Regions from separate parts of the Anser cygnoides genome. Here region 1 is linked to region 2. Evidence: chromatin contacts called from public Hi-C data. All regions are on one chromosome and are shown on one strand. Each heading gives the region's core, a stretch centred on a gene start, on an enhancer-like site or on the middle of the called end of the contact. The rest is flanking DNA. Distances are from core to core; before and after follow the strand shown. Region 1 holds the start of SMYD5 (SMYD family member 5). Region 2 overlaps RAB11FIP5 (RAB11 family interacting protein 5).

Region 1 (3,214 bases), core at 118-2,617, 40 kb after region 2:
TGCAGTCCCAGTGCGCCGCGAGCTCAGGATAATTCATTGTGCCTCCTCCTGACCCACAACACTGCATATCACTTTACTCTTGTATTGTTATTTATAGAAATAAGTTTTTTTTTTTTCTTGGTAAGTGTTATTTATTTGATTTGTTTCTTAATAAAAATAGCGTATTTTAAAAAAGAAATGGGACTGGGTGGGGATGGCAGGGTTTGGCATCACCTTGGTTTCTAGGTGGGCAGCGATGCCTTGGTGGCTTCTTGCCCCACAGCTGCCGAGGATGGGCTGTCCATCCTTTTTGTTGTGCTTGGTTTTCTGTGTTTCCCGGGAAACTGATTTAAAAAAAAAATAAAAAATGGAAACCTCCTAATAAGACTCCTGTTGTCAAAAAGTAACGGCCGCTTTCAAACAGCAGAAGACATCAAAATGTGCTTTCCTCTGACCCATTCTCATTCCTGACATGCCAATACAAACACAAGCACTTCCCCCTCACACACTTGTGTGTTTGCTGGTAAACCTGCGCACTGACCTCGGCTTGAATACTTGGAGTTGAGCAAGGGCAGCTTTTAAACTGATGAGCTGAAATTTAACCTGTGAGTAAGTGTCAGAAAGCAGGGGGGAAACATTTCCAACCACTTGAATTTTAATGTGAAATTTATTCAAACAAAAAAAGCACATGTGTTTCCATCCCACCCCCCCCCCCTTTTTTTTTAATGGAAATTGATAGCCCATGTTAAGGTTGAAAGTAGATATTTTTTGTCCAATTCCTGCAGAATTGGGACTGCATTTATAGTAAGAAATGCCACATTGGGTTAGCATGGGCAGAAGGGTTGGGTCATGGCTCAAGCTGGTACTCCTACATTATGACTTCCCACTGAAACCTTACAGAAAGAGGACACATAGCGCTATTATTACATTAATGGCTACTCTTGCTGCTGTTAGCGTGAGTATGCTATTAAAATAGTAGTCAAAAGGTAGCATTTATTCACCTGTGCACGCGTCCTTGTCTGCAGGACTGCGGGCATGGCTTTGCAGAGCAGCGCTCCCAACAGGGGCTCGCAGGAAAAAAAAAAAGCTAAAAGGATTTTAACCACTTGGAGGAGAACCACAAGCCGACAGTGACACCTAGTGACACCGAAAAAAAACCCAAAGCTCCCCAAAGTAAACCATCCCACGTTCCCAAAGCCGCGATCAAGGAGCGGGGCTGAGTGCAAGCGGGCTCTGGCAGCGCCGGCATGAATTAAAGTATGATTAAATACAACTAAACTCTCTGTTTTCATGGATTTTAGGCGTTTGCAGACGGCCAAGCAACGGAAAGCAAGGGCGCATGTTAACGTGTGCAAATTTTGTGTTTATTTTGCAGAAGGCTGGGCCAGTTTTGAGGGCAGCTGGACACGTCTCCTCACACCGTGAGGGGCACAGCGCCTTCTCGCCTGAGAGGGGCTGTCCTTCCCCGTCAAGGTGGTTAAAATAAAACAGTAATTTATAGTGGAGAGCCAGTCGTGCTCCCGGCTGCCAGTGGAGGCTCCCCGGCCCCGTTTGGAGGATTTTTTGAGGTGTTTTTTTTTGTTTTTGGAGGGGACCGGGGTGGCGGCGAGGTGAGGGGAGGGCTAAGATGGCGGCTGGCCCCCGCCCGCCCTCCGGCCGCGGGGCTGAAGGGGTAAGGGCGGCCGCGGCCCCGGGCCGGTGAGGAGAAGGAAAAAGAGGAGGAGAAGGAGGAAGAGGAGGAGGAGAAAGAGAAAGAGGAGGAGGAGGAGGAGGAGGAAGCGCTTCCCGCCCCCAGCGGGTCAGAGCGGGGAAGTCGCCGCCCGAAGATGGCCGCCGCGGCGGGGGACGTGTGCGGCTCGGCGGCGGGAGCCCAGCCCGGGGCCGCGGCCGAGGCTCGGTTCATCAGCAGCGCCAAGGTGAGCCCGGCCCGAGGGGCGTCCTGCCCTCCCGCTGTCCCTCAGCTCTCCTCCTTCCTTCCCTTGGCCCCGCGGTGCCACCACAGCCCTGATGGATCCCAGCGGATCCAGTTGGGAGAGGGGGGAGAAGCCTCGGCGCTGCCTCGGTGGGGTCGCACCTCGCCTCGCCTCAGCCAGCGCCGTGCCCGGGCGGGCTCGGTTTTGGGGTGAAAACCTCCCCGGTGGGGTTCGGTTTGGGGTGCGTGGCCCCTTCCCGGCTCCCCTGAACCACGTTTCATCCCTCGCAGGGGAAAGGCTTGTTCGCCACCAGGAGCATCCGCAAAGGGGAGACCGTCTTCGTGGAGCGGCCGGTGGTGGCCTCCCAGTTCCTCTGGAACGCCCTGTACAACTACCGAGGTGAGGCGATGGCAGCCGCCGGCTTCATCGACAACTTGCCTTTTTTTTTTTTTCTTTTTTTCCCCAAAGGAAGGGGTTTTGGGTTGGTTTCGGCACCGCCAGGCGTGCGGCACTGCTGGCGTTTTGCTTTGCGCTGAGCTGTCGACAAGCTGAAGGAGCAGGCACGGTTTGAGGGGATAAACACCCAGCCATCGAGCTGGAAAAAAGCACCATGTGCCACTGGGAGGGTGGAGACCCCGATTTTTGGGTGGTTTGGGTGCCAATCCCGATTATCCCAGCACAGGGTACAGCCCACAAGGATGCCAGTGTTCTCTGGAGGTGTGAAAATGCAGAGCGCTGGTAGGAAGAGCAAGGATTTAAACTTTTTTTTAGTGTTTGTGGCTTAAACTGCTCTGCTGGGCTGGTGCTTTTGGGTCTAGGGCAGAAGGAGAAGATGTGGTGTGACTTGGAGAAAAGAAATGCAAAAGTGGGGTTTGGACACAAGCCGAGCCATGCCCTGCGTAGACCCTGCTGTTGGCTGAGCTGTACCAGAGATCAGCAAAATGGGGATGCTTGTCACGTGTATCATAAGTCCCTTAAACACCGGGCTGTGAGCATGCTTGTCTTGTGTATCATATGGCCCTTAAACACACGTCTCACTGGGTGTCTGGTTGTGTTTTCTCCCCACAGCCTGCGATCACTGCCTGCGGGCTTTGGAGACGGCGGAGGAAAACGCCCAGCGGCTGCTGGGGAAGAGCTCCCTGGTGCTGCCTCACCCGGAGCAGTGCAGCATCCGGAAAGACCTGCACCAGCAGTGTCCCCGCTGCCAGGTATGGGGCTACCGGGAGGGATCGTGGCCTGGCTGGGGTCGCTGACTCCTTTATAGCATCTGGCCAGGCCCTCAGTCCAGCCTTTTTCCCCAAGATGGGTGTCTGCCTTTCCCT
Region 2 (3,331 bases), core at 124-2,623:
CCTCCCAGCAGAAAAAAAAAAAAAGAAAAAGAGAGAAAAAGAAAATATTGCTGAGCAACCGCCGGCTGGAAAGTCTATTGGAAACAGCTCGCTGGGTGCAGGATCCCCCCCCCGGCTCGCAGCCTGGGTTCGAGGCTCGGTGCAGCCACCCCAGCCCTGCGGTTGCAGAGCTCCAGCCCAGCCCACGGGCAGGAGGGGGGGGGGGGGTGGTAACTGTGCTCTGCAGATAAAGAAAACCACATTTGGGCTGCAAAAAGCAGGGTTTCGGGGAGGGCAGGGCTCGAATCCAGCCGTAATGCATCGAGGTTAAGAGCTGCGCTGAAGGGGGGGGGGGATGGAAAATCCCCCTGTGGGCCCTAGGAGGGCTGTGCCCCATCACCTGGGGCCAGGATTTCCACAGACAGCCTGGGAATCCGCTGTACACCCCTGCCTGGGCTCCTGGGAGGGGGTGGAAGCCCCTGAGGCACACAGGTCCCCCCCCAGTACCTGCAGACAGGGTTTTAGAGGCTGGGCACCGCTCCCAGCGCCACGAACCTGCCATCCTTGCCCCAGGACGGACGGACGCGCCCTCGGGAACGCGGCACCGCGCTGCCCCCTCGTCCCGACGAAAACAGAGACACAGCCTCGAGATTTGCCCCCCCCCAAAAACCACAGGCACAAAATAGCAGCAAAAAGCAGAAGTAGTGCAGGCAGATGTGAGCTGCTAACGGCTCGCAAGGGGGGGGCAGCGGGGCTGTGCCTTGCCCGGACGGCCCCAAGGCAGATGGGGCTCACCAGGGCTGAGCTGGTGCAGGCTCAGGGCCTGATTCACCGTCCTGCCTCACGTCCGTTCCCGGAAAACACACGCTCAGCAGGGAACGGGCAGGAACAGGCACTTCACGAGTCATTCTTCACCCTCGAAGGCTCCTGGCAAGGGAGCAGCGCCAGCGTGTCGCACGTGGGCTCGGGAGATGCGGCGACGGGGCGAGGCGAGGGAGCGGCAGCACCCCCAGGGGCGCACCCAAGGCACCCTCGGGCCGGAGGGGCAAACAGCCGGCTCTTTCCCTGGTCCTTTTTACCCTGTGCTTGATCCAAGGCAGACGCGAAGTTTTGCAGCTGGTGCGGACGCAGAACAGCGGAGATGCAACCCCGGCGGCTCCTGCGACGGACTCGCCCGCAGCGCTGCCGTGATCCGCGGTGCCCTGGTTCTGGGGGCGCGGAGCTGCCCCGAAACCTTCTTCCAATTTCCAGCATTGCAGAAATGAAGCTTTTTATGAGCGCGTGATGAAGAGCGAAGAAGTCGGGTCAATATCTGGCCTCTGCTGACTACGGAAAGAGGAGTGACAGCCCGGGTGGGGCAAGGTTTTACATTTTCCTCCCGTGAAAGCAGAAGGAAAGGGCTTTAATCCACAAACGGTGACGATTTGTAAAAAAAAAAAAAGAGGGCGCAACTTCTCTCTTTGCCTAGTGCCAGGCACAAGATGCAGCCCCGTTTTATCATCCCGATTCACGCTGCAGGAAGCGGGACCTGTGGAGCTCTGATAACATTGTGGGAAAGGCTGAAAATACTCAAACCGATTGTTTTAGCCCCAGGCCTTGCCTCAAATAAACCTGCTGAGCTTCTTCCTCCCGTAACAACTCTTGACCACCGCAACCCTAAACACAACAAACACCAAACTGCCTTTTTTTTTTTTTTTTTTTAATTCAGGCCTCCCTCTCTCCTCCCACTTCCATTCAAGCTGATATCAAAGCCCCGCAGACGCCAGAGGTTAGCAGAGCCCGGGTGAAGGCACAGCAGAGCCCGGGTGAAGGCACGGTGGACGAAGGCACGTAAATAAGGGCTGAGGACAGAAACTCCCCGGGTAAAGCACGGGAGGTTTGCAGCGACGGGTCAGCAAGAACAACCCACGACAGAAAACTTCCCCGAAGTTCAAAACAGCCCCGAGCCAGCCGCTTCCTCGCTCTACAAAGGGAGGGGTTTTGCAGAGCAGGCAGCTCGAGACGAGCCGTGCCAGACCTGTCTTCGCTGCAGGCTGATTTAAACCTGAACTGTAAGGCATCTTCCTTCTAATTACAGACCTTTCGACTAATTACAGGGTGAGACTGCCGGTCTTGCAAATGCGACGGCTTTTGATGCTCTCTTCCCCACGGCCCGCTGCAGGTGAAACTTGACCGAGCCACGACGGGCACCGAGGAGGCACCGAGGCTGCTTGCTTAGCTCCAGGAGCTGCAGAGCTGAAGTTTCCAGATCAGGAGAGTGGGAGGGGAAAAAAAAAAAAAAAAATCCCTGCTGCAGCTAAGTCAAAGTTGCAGCATCAAACTGCTCGATTCAGAGGATGGTTCCCTCTACGAAGCAAAGGTTAATCCGTCTCCAGATCCAGAAGTTACCCTGGTAAATGAGTAGCAGGCTTGCTTCTCCTCCAGAGGCAAATGGACGTCTACAAAACACCCACAGATAAGCCCTGCCAGCTCTTCGATCGCACGCCTGAGAGAGAACACGCGTTTGATTATCGAAATGCAGACGGCATCGGCCCCTGTGTTCACCCTGGCACCGCCAGGACCTAAAAAACCTTCCGACAGCTTCGGCTCCAACCGGCAGCACGGCCTGCGAGGTCACCCAGTGTAAGGAAGGGGAAGAAAATGAGAAAAGCGAGAGTTCTTCGTAACAGAAGAAGTAACGATGCTGTAATTAGTGGCTCGAGGAAGAGGAAGATCCGGGGAAGCAGGACTGAGCCTCTCCGTCTCCCTGTGATGACGGGAAAGACGTTTTGGCACTCGAGACTCGGTCGCTGGCTCCCACCGCCCAGCCTGGGCCACATCAAGGACAAATGCTTCTTACCGGGCTGCCCAAAAGGTGCTCAGCCGCTCCGTCCCCGAACCGAAACGCCGGGGCTCCTCGCTCCCGGCCCAGCACTTCGCCGTTCTCCATCAGAGACTTCTCCTAATGCTTCATTTAAGCCTCCCCTGCTGCACTTTAAGCTCGTTACTCCCCATCTGAAAATTGCCGAGCGCAATTAGAGCCTGTTCGGATGCTGGGGAACGTCCCAGAAGGGGCCCCTGTGAATCTGTTCCCTCCAGCCTGTGCTGCTTCAGAGGGATTCCTATTTGGGGGAGCAAAACCTGCAGCCGGAGGAGTTTCTCCTTACAAGACGTCCTCATCACACCCGAAAAGAGGCACCTGCAAAGCTGAGCTTGGGCACGCCACAGCAAACCGAGCCTAAGCAAAGCTTCGGCTCAGCTGGAAATTAAAAAAAAATACATAAATAAAGCAACCCTGAGCAGTAATATCCTGTCCTTCCCCAGAGACCAGCTTCGTTTGGCCTCATCCAGAAGCAAACCCGCAGCAGGCAGC

The links. Hi-C and Micro-C count contacts between places; a contact is called where the count stands out from the background.
Region 1: a Hi-C map of liver shows a contact between it and region 2, with 13 times the contacts expected there. The contact joins the promoter of SMYD5 here to the enhancer-like site in region 2. A contact is called at or near these places in 2 of 7 Hi-C or Micro-C datasets (both in liver).

The regions. Positions count from the first base shown.
Region 1 is chr4:1,903,538-1,906,751 of Taihu_goose_T2T_genome, forward strand. It overlaps SMYD5 (SMYD family member 5), which reads left to right and starts at 1,368. Exons shown (of 13, transcript XM_048045611.2): 1 at 1,368-1,895; 2 at 2,183-2,291; 3 at 2,961-3,100. The coding sequence starts at 1,806.
Region 2 is chr4:1,863,483-1,866,813 of Taihu_goose_T2T_genome, forward strand. All of the region lies in intron 3 of RAB11FIP5 (RAB11 family interacting protein 5), which reads right to left. Among named protein-coding and RNA genes, the nearest start is that of RAB11FIP5, 14 kb to the right of the region's middle. Within about 2 kb of position 1,374, at least 1 of the 3 cell types and tissues checked has open chromatin away from gene starts, as enhancers often do. A contact at or near this core is called in liver, where this site is marked.